2 separate regions of the Mus musculus genome follow, and region 1 is linked to region 2. Evidence: chromatin contacts called from public Hi-C data. All regions are on one chromosome and are shown on one strand. The core of a region is the stretch at or near the end of the contact, and the rest is flanking DNA. Distances in the headings are between cores, read along the strand shown. Region 1 has its middle 47 kb from the start of H2al1n. Region 2 holds the start of H2al1n (H2A histone family member L1N).

Region 1 (5,491 bases), core at 2,057-4,556, 46 kb before region 2:
AGAATCTGGATACAGATTGCAGTAAAGAACAAAACACGAAAGGACCACTTTGACATCAGCTACAAGATTTCACCTTCTCATGTATGAAATCCCCAATTCCTCATGAAAACAATACTGTATTCTTCAAAAATCCACAGAAATCAAACTGCTTTGCTACTGTTAACAAACTCACTAGGAAAACAGCTTCCTAATTCCTCAGTCAGGCTCAGCATATTCCCGAGAATAAACCAGGACTCATTCAACTACAAGCAACATTCCCAGCACCTACCTAACGAGTTCATTCAAAGCTCTGTGTGAATGAATAAATGAGCAAATTAAATGTACTACACTATCACTGTATGTTTTTTATTAAAAAGTACACTCAGGACATTGTCAGCCAATGAACAATCCAGAACTCTGAAGGTATACAATAGCTTGCCAGAATAACTATCACAGGACAAATTACGACAGCAACAAATACCTTGGGGTCAAACTCAAACCTAGAGCCCCAGCTCAGTTCTGGGGTCCACAAGATAAATCACAGTGACCTGATGCCAGTGACCATGCCCATGTCTTCCCTGGCACTGTTCAGCTCTTTCACTAGTAGTCACAGTGAGTGACAAAGCTGGGTCTCTCACTTTTCCTCTACATCCGTTTCTCCTTCTGTTATTGGTGAAGCATTGAATGGTAACCCATCCCAGCTGGCACCCCAGTGTAGCTCTGCTTTGCCCCAGGCCCTCGGTGTGGAAAGCACAACCACCTGGCAGGATTAGAAGAAAGGAATCTGCCAGGAGATAAGGAAAAATCCTGTGTAAATATCTAATCTGGCCCGTCAGACCATAAAGCTGAAGAGCCCCCACCTGACATCACCACTGTGATTTTACATAAATGACATTCAGGCTGGCTACAAAACCCCATGTGAGTCTCAACAGTAAAGGGCCTCTGGGTAATTCACCAGCTGGCTAGCTTATTTTAGCACAGTTAGTAAAACACTGCATTAACATTTAGCTTTTGTGTGTAGAACAAGCTGTGCAGTAAATTTTTCTAAATGTTACTGAAATATATTACCTGCAAAGTATGGGCTAAGCTGAGGCAGCAACAGGAAAAGCCTCTGTTCTCAGAAAGCCAGACTCTAAAACAAACTTAGTACCCATCTGGAGGATGCACAGTGGAGAAAGGTTTTAATATGTGATGGGCATGCTTAGGATGAAGGGACCTCCACCTATGTGTAAAGTACACACTCACTTGATACTTTGCTCTGTAAGTGTTGTGTTCTTACTGACTATAAATCCCTTCATTAGGAGCCAAGTAGTTTCAGGAACATCAAGGCCAGCTTTTTCTCTGTTGTGGAATGGGGAGATTGGCATCCGAATCTGCCCCTGGGACTCTGATGCTTAATCTGCTGCTATCAGCCCCATCCAAAGTCCTTAGTGCACAGCTTTGATTCCCCAGAGTTCTGAGAACTTCTTTTCACAAAAACTTGCAACTTGTACCTGGGAGCTTTTGGGGACTCAAACTAATTGCTTCCTCTGAGCCTTTGCAAAGTTGAAGTGGGGGCCAATTTGTATTTCCAGAGACAGACTGGAAATTCAGAGACTGGAATTGGGAAGCAATTATTGGCCCACAAGTAGGGATAAAACTAAGGTATGTTCCCATATAATGTTGAAACACATCACTTATCCACCTTGGTAACTGGCACAGGAATATAGACCTGTTACATATACCCCTCAAGCCAAGATGGTATGTGAGGAAAACATGTCAAGTCAAGAATGCATTCAGCACATTTCACCGACCTAGCATCCCAGCTGGTTGTGATCTGCCCCCCCCCCATCTTCAAAGACGTGGAGCTGAGTAGGAAAGGTAGCCACTGATGCTACCCAGCATAGTCAAACAGAGTTAGAACACTTTTCACCATTAAAAAACAAACAGAACAAACAAACAAAACAAAACAACAAAACATAAGCTGGAGAGGTGGCTCAGTAATTGAGAGCACTTGCTGTTCTTGCAGATGATCAGAATTCAGTCCCAGCTCCTACATCAGTAGGCAAAAGTGCCTGTAACTCCAGCTCTAGGGAATCCAATTGTTTCTTTGGGTCTCTGTGGGCACTCATATGCACATGGCACTCGTTAACCCAAACGTAAATAAAAATACATACGTCAATAATTTACTTTTAAAAGCACATGTAAATTTAACTATGATAAGTAGAACCCATTTCTACTGTCTGCTGTCTTTGTCCACTCCCTATTCAGGCTTCACATTAGGATCATCTGATCTCCATCTCCATCAGACAAGTCAGCTTCCTAACAGCCCAACCTAAAATGCACCCCTCTCTTTTTCATTGTATGCAATTCTCCCCTTTCAAAACAGATCATTTTACAATCCCTACTATGTGCCGGTTGTCCTACAAATTTCCTCAGGCCCCCATCAAACAATGACTACTTGTTTATGTAATTAATTAAACTATCTGTCTTTTTCATTAAAACCCCAAATTGATCCTGTTAGTATATAACTGATGAAGGTCAAAAACAAAAACAAACAAACAAATAAGCCCCAGAAGGCCAATAGCTGAAGGAACATAAGGCACTCCACACATACTAAGCCTGATGAAGCCTGGCTTCTGACTCCAAGGAATTCATGCTGCAGAGATCCCTATTTGTTTGAATTTTCAACTAAGTGACCCTGAAATGTATTGCCTTGGTACATTTTCTTTTACTATATCAGAACACTCAAAACTAACTCACTTTAAAAGAAAGAGAGAGATTTATTTTGGCTTTATACTTCCGAATATTGAGAAGCCTAAGGACACAAAACTAGAATCATCGTCACCTCACCTCTGATGAGCACTTCATTCTGCCTCAACTCGTGGCAGAGATCAAAGGGACAAAAACCTGAGAATTAATTTGTTTTATACTAATCCATTCTTGGAGTACTAACAATCTAACTAACCCCTCAGGAGCGAGCGCTTGCAAAGGGGAGGAGCATGCGCTTGCAAAGGGGAGGAGCATAGCCATTGCTCTCGGCAACATAGCCCAACTCTACCCAAGTGGAGTCAAAAGCTCAGCGTGAAAGTTGGTGAAGCCAAGTGGCTTTCGAATCACAGCAGGTAAGAGGATACAAAGGACAAATAGGAAGATCACTGCCTCAGGCCTCTTCCCAGCACAGCTGCTACAATCTTACAGGACGTCAGAGAGCTCCTCCTGAAGCAATAACCATGACAGAAAATAATAGGACTACTTTGGCCCTATGACCACGGGCAGGACTAGGCAAAGTGGAGATGTTGGAAAATGTCAAGCAAGACCAGGCACGGAGCAGAAAGTGCAAAGGGACCTTGTTTATCAAGAGACACAGCCTCCAGAGAGGACAGAAATAGCTTCACAAATAAACACCAGGAAGGGAAAGCCGGAAACATTTGCCCACTCTTGATTCTGCTCAGGTGGATTATCTAGCTGGTGAGCCAACCATCGATGGCATCCTCTACCTGATCCTGACTTCCTTCCCATAGCCACTCTATACCTGGTGACTTTCTCAAACACATGCTGGCAGATATTCAGGAAATACCAAGCCACTTTGAGGTACACCTGGTGAGAAGACAGATATTTGCATGCAAGCAAAACCCAGGAGAACTGCTTTCTGATTATTCTCAGTGGCTTTAATTATTTGAGTTCACAGCTCTTTCCATTTACATGGTTACCCTTAGGAAGTAACTGTACACAAACAACTCTGCTAAAAGGCATACATTAGAAAGTGAGAGGTGGCTGCATTGTCCAAGCTTCCCACCCATGTGTGACTACAAATAGGTAAGCCAGATAAATTCAGAAGCTACAGGAGTCACAAAAAAATAAAATATATTCTAGGCATCTCCACTAAAAGAAATGATGCCCTAATTAGGTAGAGTTTTTTTCTTTTGTTTAGTTTTATTTGGGGCTGTTTATTTGTTTGTTTGTTGTTTCTTTGGTTAGTTTGTTTGACACAAGCTAGAGTTATCTGAGATGAACCTCATTGACAAACTGCCTCTATCGATTGCCTGTAGGCAGGTCTGTAAGGCATTTCTTGTATTAATGATTGATGTGGGAGGGGCCTATGTGGACAGTAGGCCCTGAATTTGGGCTCTCTAAGAAAGGAGGCAGATGCAAAGATCATATATCCCAATACAGGGGAATGCCAGGGCCAGGAAGCAGGAGTGGGTGGGTTGGGGAGCAGAGCGAGGGGGGTATAGGGGGCTTTAGGGATAGCATTTGAAATGGAAATGAAGAAAATATCTAATAAAAGATCAAAATGAAGGAAGGAAGGAAGGAAGGAAGGAAGGAAGGAAGGAAGGAAGGAAGGAAGGAAGGAGGCAGAACAAGCAATGGGAAACAAGCCAGTAACAGTACCCCTCCATGGTCTCTGCTTCACTTCCTACCGCCAGGTTCCTGCTTTAATTTTTGTCCTAAATTCCCTGATAGTGAACTGTTACCCAGAACTGTAAGATGAAATAAACATCTTCCTCCCCAAGTTGCCTTTGATCATGGTGTTTATGAGATCAAAAGAAAGCAAACTAGGCTAGATCAGCTGTTTGACCATTCAACAAATACTTAAGCATCTGTGTACCAAACATGGTACAACAAGCGAACTTCCATTTAGTAAACGTTACCCTTTGCTACTTAAAAAAAAGTACTTAGCTGTTCTGCTGATGCTTTTTTTTTAATTAGATATTTTCTTTATTTTTATTTCAAATGTTATTCCCTTTCCTAGTTTCCCCTCTGAAAACACCCTATCCCTTCCCCCCACTTGCCCCTGCTCACCAACCCACCCATTCCTGCTTCCTGGCCCTGGCATTCCCCTACACTGGGGCATCGAGCCTTCACAGGACCAAGGGCCTCTCCTCCAATTGATGACTGACTAGTCCATCCTCTGCTACATATGCCTGTTGATGCTTATAAAGCCAACTCTCCTACCAAATACACAGAAAGGAAGTATGATGTTATTTAGAAATTCTGTCTTAAGAATAGGAAAGACCTTGATTCAAAACCTAGCTTTGCCACTCATTATCTGTGTGACCAAAGAAAGTTAAGTTCAGTGACATAATTACCCTGACCTTCAGTTTTATCTTCCTTAAAATGGTCAACAGTACCATACTGCTAAGAGTACTCTTTATAAGGCTAAGTAAAATAATATATAGAAGGGTTTTACCATGGTTTTTCTTACATAATAAAGACATTATTAATTTGCTATTGTTTCTATAAAAATGTACAGTGAATTTAGTGTCTTGGAATGACACATTTATTGTCCGCTAGTTCTGGAAGAAAAAAAAACTCCAAGATGAGTCTTACAATTCTAAAATTGGGGTGCTGGAAGTATGTATTCCTTCTGAAGGTTCCAGAGGAGAAGTCACTTACGAGTTTTTTGATCATTCTATCTCCTTTAACTCTGCTTCCCCTCCTCCTTTACAAGGTCCTTGGGCATCTTGGGCAGCTTCCAGAACATCTGGAATGTCTCCCTCTCTTAAGAATCTTGATTTAATCCTACTTC
Region 2 (4,942 bases), core at 1,726-4,225:
GTGCGGACAGGGGAGGAGAAAGATGCCACTGTTCAGAGGAAACAAGGAATGGTCAAAATCACATGAAAAGAATGTGGGGTGGAATCTCAGTGTTGTTTTGATTTGCATTTCCCTGATGATTAAGGATGTTGAACATTTTTTCAGGTGCTTCTCTGCCATTCGGTATTCCTCAGGTGAGAATTCTTTGTTCAGTTCTGAGCCCCATTTTTTAATGGGGATATTTGATTTTCTGAAGTCCACCTTCTTGAGTTCTTTATATATGTTGGATATTAGTCCCCTATCTGATTTAGGATAGGTAAAGATCCTTTCCCAATCTGTTGGTGGTCTTTTTGTCTTATTGACGGTGTCTTTTGCCTTGCAGAAACTTTGGAGTTTCATTAGGTCCCATTTGTCAATTCTCGATCTTACAGTACAAGCCATTGCTGTTCTGTTCAGGAATTTTTCCCCTGTGCCCATATCTTCAAGGCTTTTCCCCACTTTCTCCTCTATAAGTTTCAGTATCTCTTGTTTTATGTGAAGTTCCTTGATCCACTTAGATTTGACCTCAACCCTATAGGTGGAAAAACATTATGAACTAACCAGTACCCCGGAGCTCTTGACTCTAGCTGCATATGTATCAAAAGATGGCCTAGTCGGCCATCACTGGAAAGAGAGGCCCATTGGACACGCAAACTTTATATGCCCCAGTACAGGGGAATGCCAGGGCCAAAAAGGGGGAGTGGGTGGGTATGGGAATGGGGGACTTTTGGTATAGCATTGGAAATGTAAATGAGCTAAATACCTAATAAAAAATGGAAAAAAAAAAACACAGACAAACAATAAACCAAAAAAAAAAAAAAAGAATGTGGTACCCTAGGACCTGAAACTAAACTCTTCTGATTCTGCTGTGAAAGCTGACTGGACAGCCTCTGAGAAGTTCTGTCTAAAAGGCCAGCAGTGGCAGAAGCCTAGGAGCTGATGAAAAGTGAACACCCCAAATGTGAACACTTAGAGGCAGGGGCCCCAGTGCTAAGTTGGAGCAGCTCCTGAGTGTTAGTTATCTCATATATGTTCTGTGAAACATTAGGGGCAGAGTTTATACATAATACATGAAAACTCTCTAAAACCCAGTCTCAACCTCTGATGACAGGTCCTGCACTGTTTTATGACGTATCCTATCACTGAAAACCCAGAGCTCCCTTCTGAGAACAGCACTGAAGATGTTCATAAATAAGTTCGTTAATACTGTGTAACTATTTCGACCTGCTTGAATTACAAGGCAGTTAGACAGTAGCATTTCTCCACTACTGTTATTTAGATGACCAGTGTGCCTAAGACAGAGGGCGCATTCTAGCACTCAAAGACAGAGTCGGTCAGAACTCTGTGAGTTCAAGGTCAGCCTGGTCTATGGAGTGAGTCAGGACAGCCAGGACTGTGTAGAGAGACCCTGTTTCAAAACCTAAGAAGAGGAAGTGGAGGAGAAGGAAAAGGAGGAGAAAGAGGAGGAAAGAAAAAAAAAGACTATAGAAGCATATATTCTACACAGCCTCATAGCACTGTATACCTACTAATTCTTGTATAAATCCTTTTGTAATGAGGCAGACATTCTAAAAATTAAAAAGGAAAACCACCTATATTTTCTATTTTGCATATTTTTATTATTTTTTAATCTTTTTCTTACAGTCCAGTCGTTATCCCCCTCTAGGACTGCCCTCTGACTGTTCCTCATCCCATACCTCCTCTCCTGTCTCCAAGATGTCCCCACTCCACTAGATCTCCCTACTCCCTGGGGCTCCAAGTCTCTCAAGGGTTAGGTGCATCTTCGCTCACTGAGTCCAGACCAGGCAGTCCTCTGCTATATGTGTGTTGGGGCCTGGGACCAGCTAGTGTATGCTGTCTGGTTGGTGGCTCAGTATCTGAGAGATCTCAGGGTTCCAGTTAGTTGAGCCTGCTGGTCTTCCCATGGGGTCTTGTTCCAGCTTTTCTCTTCTGGTTTCACCATCATTGCTCAGGGAAGGCTCCTGACCCTTGAACCTCATGCCAACATTATGCCACACATGGTCTCCCCCATCCCACAGTCATTATCTTCTAACCTGAGACCTAACCTCCAAGGAAACCTTTCTTACCACAGTCCATGTCTTCATCCACCCATCTCCAGTTATCAGCATCTCATTGGGAATCCAATGTGCCTGGGAGGCTGAAGCCAAATTCCTGGCCTTCCAAGGCCTTGTGGGCTCACAGACTACCAGGACAGCTTCTCTGCCCTCTCTACCTTAGCCAAATCCTCCCACTGCCACCAGGCCAAAAGTGCTTACACATCACCACCTCCTCCCACCAAGACCACTGCCCACATGGTCCCTGTTAGAAATTTCCTCTGGAAATCAAGTTCCCCACATTAATGACAGCTTCAAACCCACCATCACCCTCCCGGGTGGTTCATAGCAACCTCTAGCTCAAAATGAAGAAACAAAAGGAGCCAGGATCAATGGATTCGATTTAGATGCTTTAATAGCATGCTTGATTTGCTCCCCCAGCTAATAGGACACTGGGGCAGGGTGAGGCTGAAGGTGCGGTGAACCTCCAGACTCTTGAGACCCAGGCATCATCAGTTGTCATCAGGTTCTGGTGGCTCATTCACTGATGTGCCACCTGATTTGAAGAGTTGGCGGAGCTGTTCGTTGTTCTGTACCACCAGATGTACATCCTCTGGAGCTACGCACTTCCTGCCAGTGGTGTGGGCCACCTCACCAGCCAGTTCGAGGATGTTCGATGTTAAGTACTCGAGCACACTCGTGAGGAATGGAAGTGCGGAAGAACTCAGGCGACTGGAATGGATTTCCTCTCGTAGGAAACGATCTACAAGGCTAAGAGGAAGCTCACCTCTCTGGGAGCGGGCTCTTTTCTGTCTTCTTCGCCTTTGCATTATCTTGGCCATGATGTTTGTGTGGAGGTTTTGGCTCAGATGGCCCTCTCTGTTGGCCCGAGGCTCTCCAAATAACCAACCTTCTCACCCACCTATGAAGTTATCCTTGAGAGGACTTTGTTACAACATACTTTATGATATCACTGGTAGCCACTGAACTCTGGTGTTCAGTGCAGAAATGCCCATATTAGGAAACAGCTCACCTTACTGAATATGTCCTTTTTATCTTTTCTCATTTTCATGTGTGTGTGACTGTGTGAGTGAATGTTTGCCTGTGCTCCTGTGTCCTGTGTGGCCACACACATAAAGGCCTGAAGTCGATATCTAGACTCATATAAAGTATAAAGTACTTAGGAGTGTCAGCTATCTGTTAAAGACAGAAATTGTCCAGTAAAAATTTTCAAAAAGACTTAAGTACAATTATGTAGAAAAATGAATTCTAACTAAACAAAGAATCCTCAAAGTGATCATCAAGCACTGTGGTTTTAATACTGATGTCTTCTCCAAAATCCGTGCTGAAATTTAATCCTCAGAGCAATAGTAGCCATGGGAGTACACAAGGCTAGTTCCCTCAGGAGGACACAGTAACAATGTACCATACTGGAAGCAGAAATAGCTCTCATGGGATATTGATCCTGTGAGTATCTTGATTCAGATTTTTCCAGCCTTTAAAACTATATTTAAAACTGTCTATTGCTTATAAGTTATTCCCTTTGTCATTTTTTATCACAGCATTACAAACCAGCCAATATACTAACATGATTATCTAGGATTATCAGACTCTAACGAGAGCATCCTTTCCTGTCTGGAGATAGTTGTGAATTCTTTTGCTCTTGTCAGGAAATAATTATAAACTCTAATGGTGCCTGCCTTGGGGAGCAAAGTTAGATCACCAATAAATATAAGAGACACATTTTTATTGTCATGTGAGAGCCTGTGACAACCAGATGATAAGCAACAATTTGGATGGGTCACTAGGCTCCTTGCTATCTAAAGTGTGATCCCAGGGCCAGCAGAAAAGAAATTATCTAAGACCATGTTAGAAGTTTCCAAGCCAAGACCCAACTATGACCTGGGAAAATAGGATCTGCATTTAAACAAGATTCCCTTGTGAATGACAAATATATGGGACTTTGAAAAGGACTTATCTGCTTGCAGGATTCAGAAGTGGTTCTCAACTTGGTCTTGCATTAGAATGACCTGAAGATGCCTTAGACTTATAGAGAGTGAGTGTTGTTAGCATCCTCCACAGTAGGATGGGGAAAGAAGCTGACAGATGGAAAACAAAAGGCAATCTTCTCAAATCAGCACTGCATAAGAAAATAATCAGCAAAGGGGCTTAACAATATGAGGCTTTTTCAGTTGAGGTTTTTGGAAGGGAGCCAGTGAAAAGGGAGGATGGGGTATAGATTGGGAAGCAGGATAGCTAAGCCTGTGGTTCTTCTATTATTTCTCTTGGGAATGAAGATATTTATTACTTATCGGGATGCCTGTCTCCTGTCCTAGCTACTTCTGTTCATTAGGTTTATCCAGAGGTGAAGAGCAGTTATCATTGGGTGTGAAACTCAAAAGGTCCCAAAAGAACAAGGGAAAGGAAGGGTATAACAGGCTTTGGCCATCCTTAATGAGATTCCTTTACTGATTCTGAGGCTTAGTCAGGTTCTTTTCTTCATATGAAGCTTTATAGTAGGAAATTGCCATTATAATCAAGTTAGAATTCCCTCTATCATAGCCTACCGTGGCTATTTTTAGAACTACTATTCTATAAGCACAAGACAATTAGGTTAAGTGCCAGTGGCTTAAAAATGTAAGACCAAATACTTAGAGGTAGGACCAAATACATAGATGTATTCTCACAAATACAGTCAAGTAATCTGTTTAGTACAGGTCTTTGGTTATTTCAGTCTCTAGGAGTTGCTTGTGGGTCTGGTGGGTTGGGGAAACAAACATAACCTGGTGAATGCTAAGAGATAGTATTACTGGCAAACTTTCAGAGCAATGTATATATAAAAACAGTCAACTAATAAGCTCACTGAGAGT

What was found. A called contact is a pair of places that touch in the nucleus more often than the background predicts.
Region 1: a contact with region 2 is called in a Hi-C map of olfactory sensory neurons, with 2.1 times the contacts expected there. The contact joins the enhancer-like site here to the promoter of H2al1n in region 2. A contact is called at or near these places in 1 of 39 promoter capture datasets (the SN4741 cell line) and 2 of 484 Hi-C or Micro-C datasets (cerebral cortex and olfactory sensory neurons).

What each region holds. Positions count from the first base shown.
Region 1 is chrX:14,255,221-14,260,711 of GRCm38.p6, reverse strand. No RefSeq gene overlaps it. Among named protein-coding and RNA genes, the nearest start is that of H2al1n, 47 kb to the right of the region's middle. Within about 2 kb of position 3,306, at least 2 of the 459 cell types and tissues checked have an H3K27ac peak or open chromatin away from gene starts, as enhancers often do. A contact at or near this core is called in olfactory sensory neurons, where this site is marked.
Region 2 is chrX:14,209,181-14,214,122 of GRCm38.p6, reverse strand. It overlaps H2al1n (H2A histone family member L1N), which reads right to left and starts at 2,975. Exons shown (of 1, transcript NM_001034100.1): 1 at 2,466-2,975. The coding sequence starts at 2,914. The coding sequence ends at 2,585.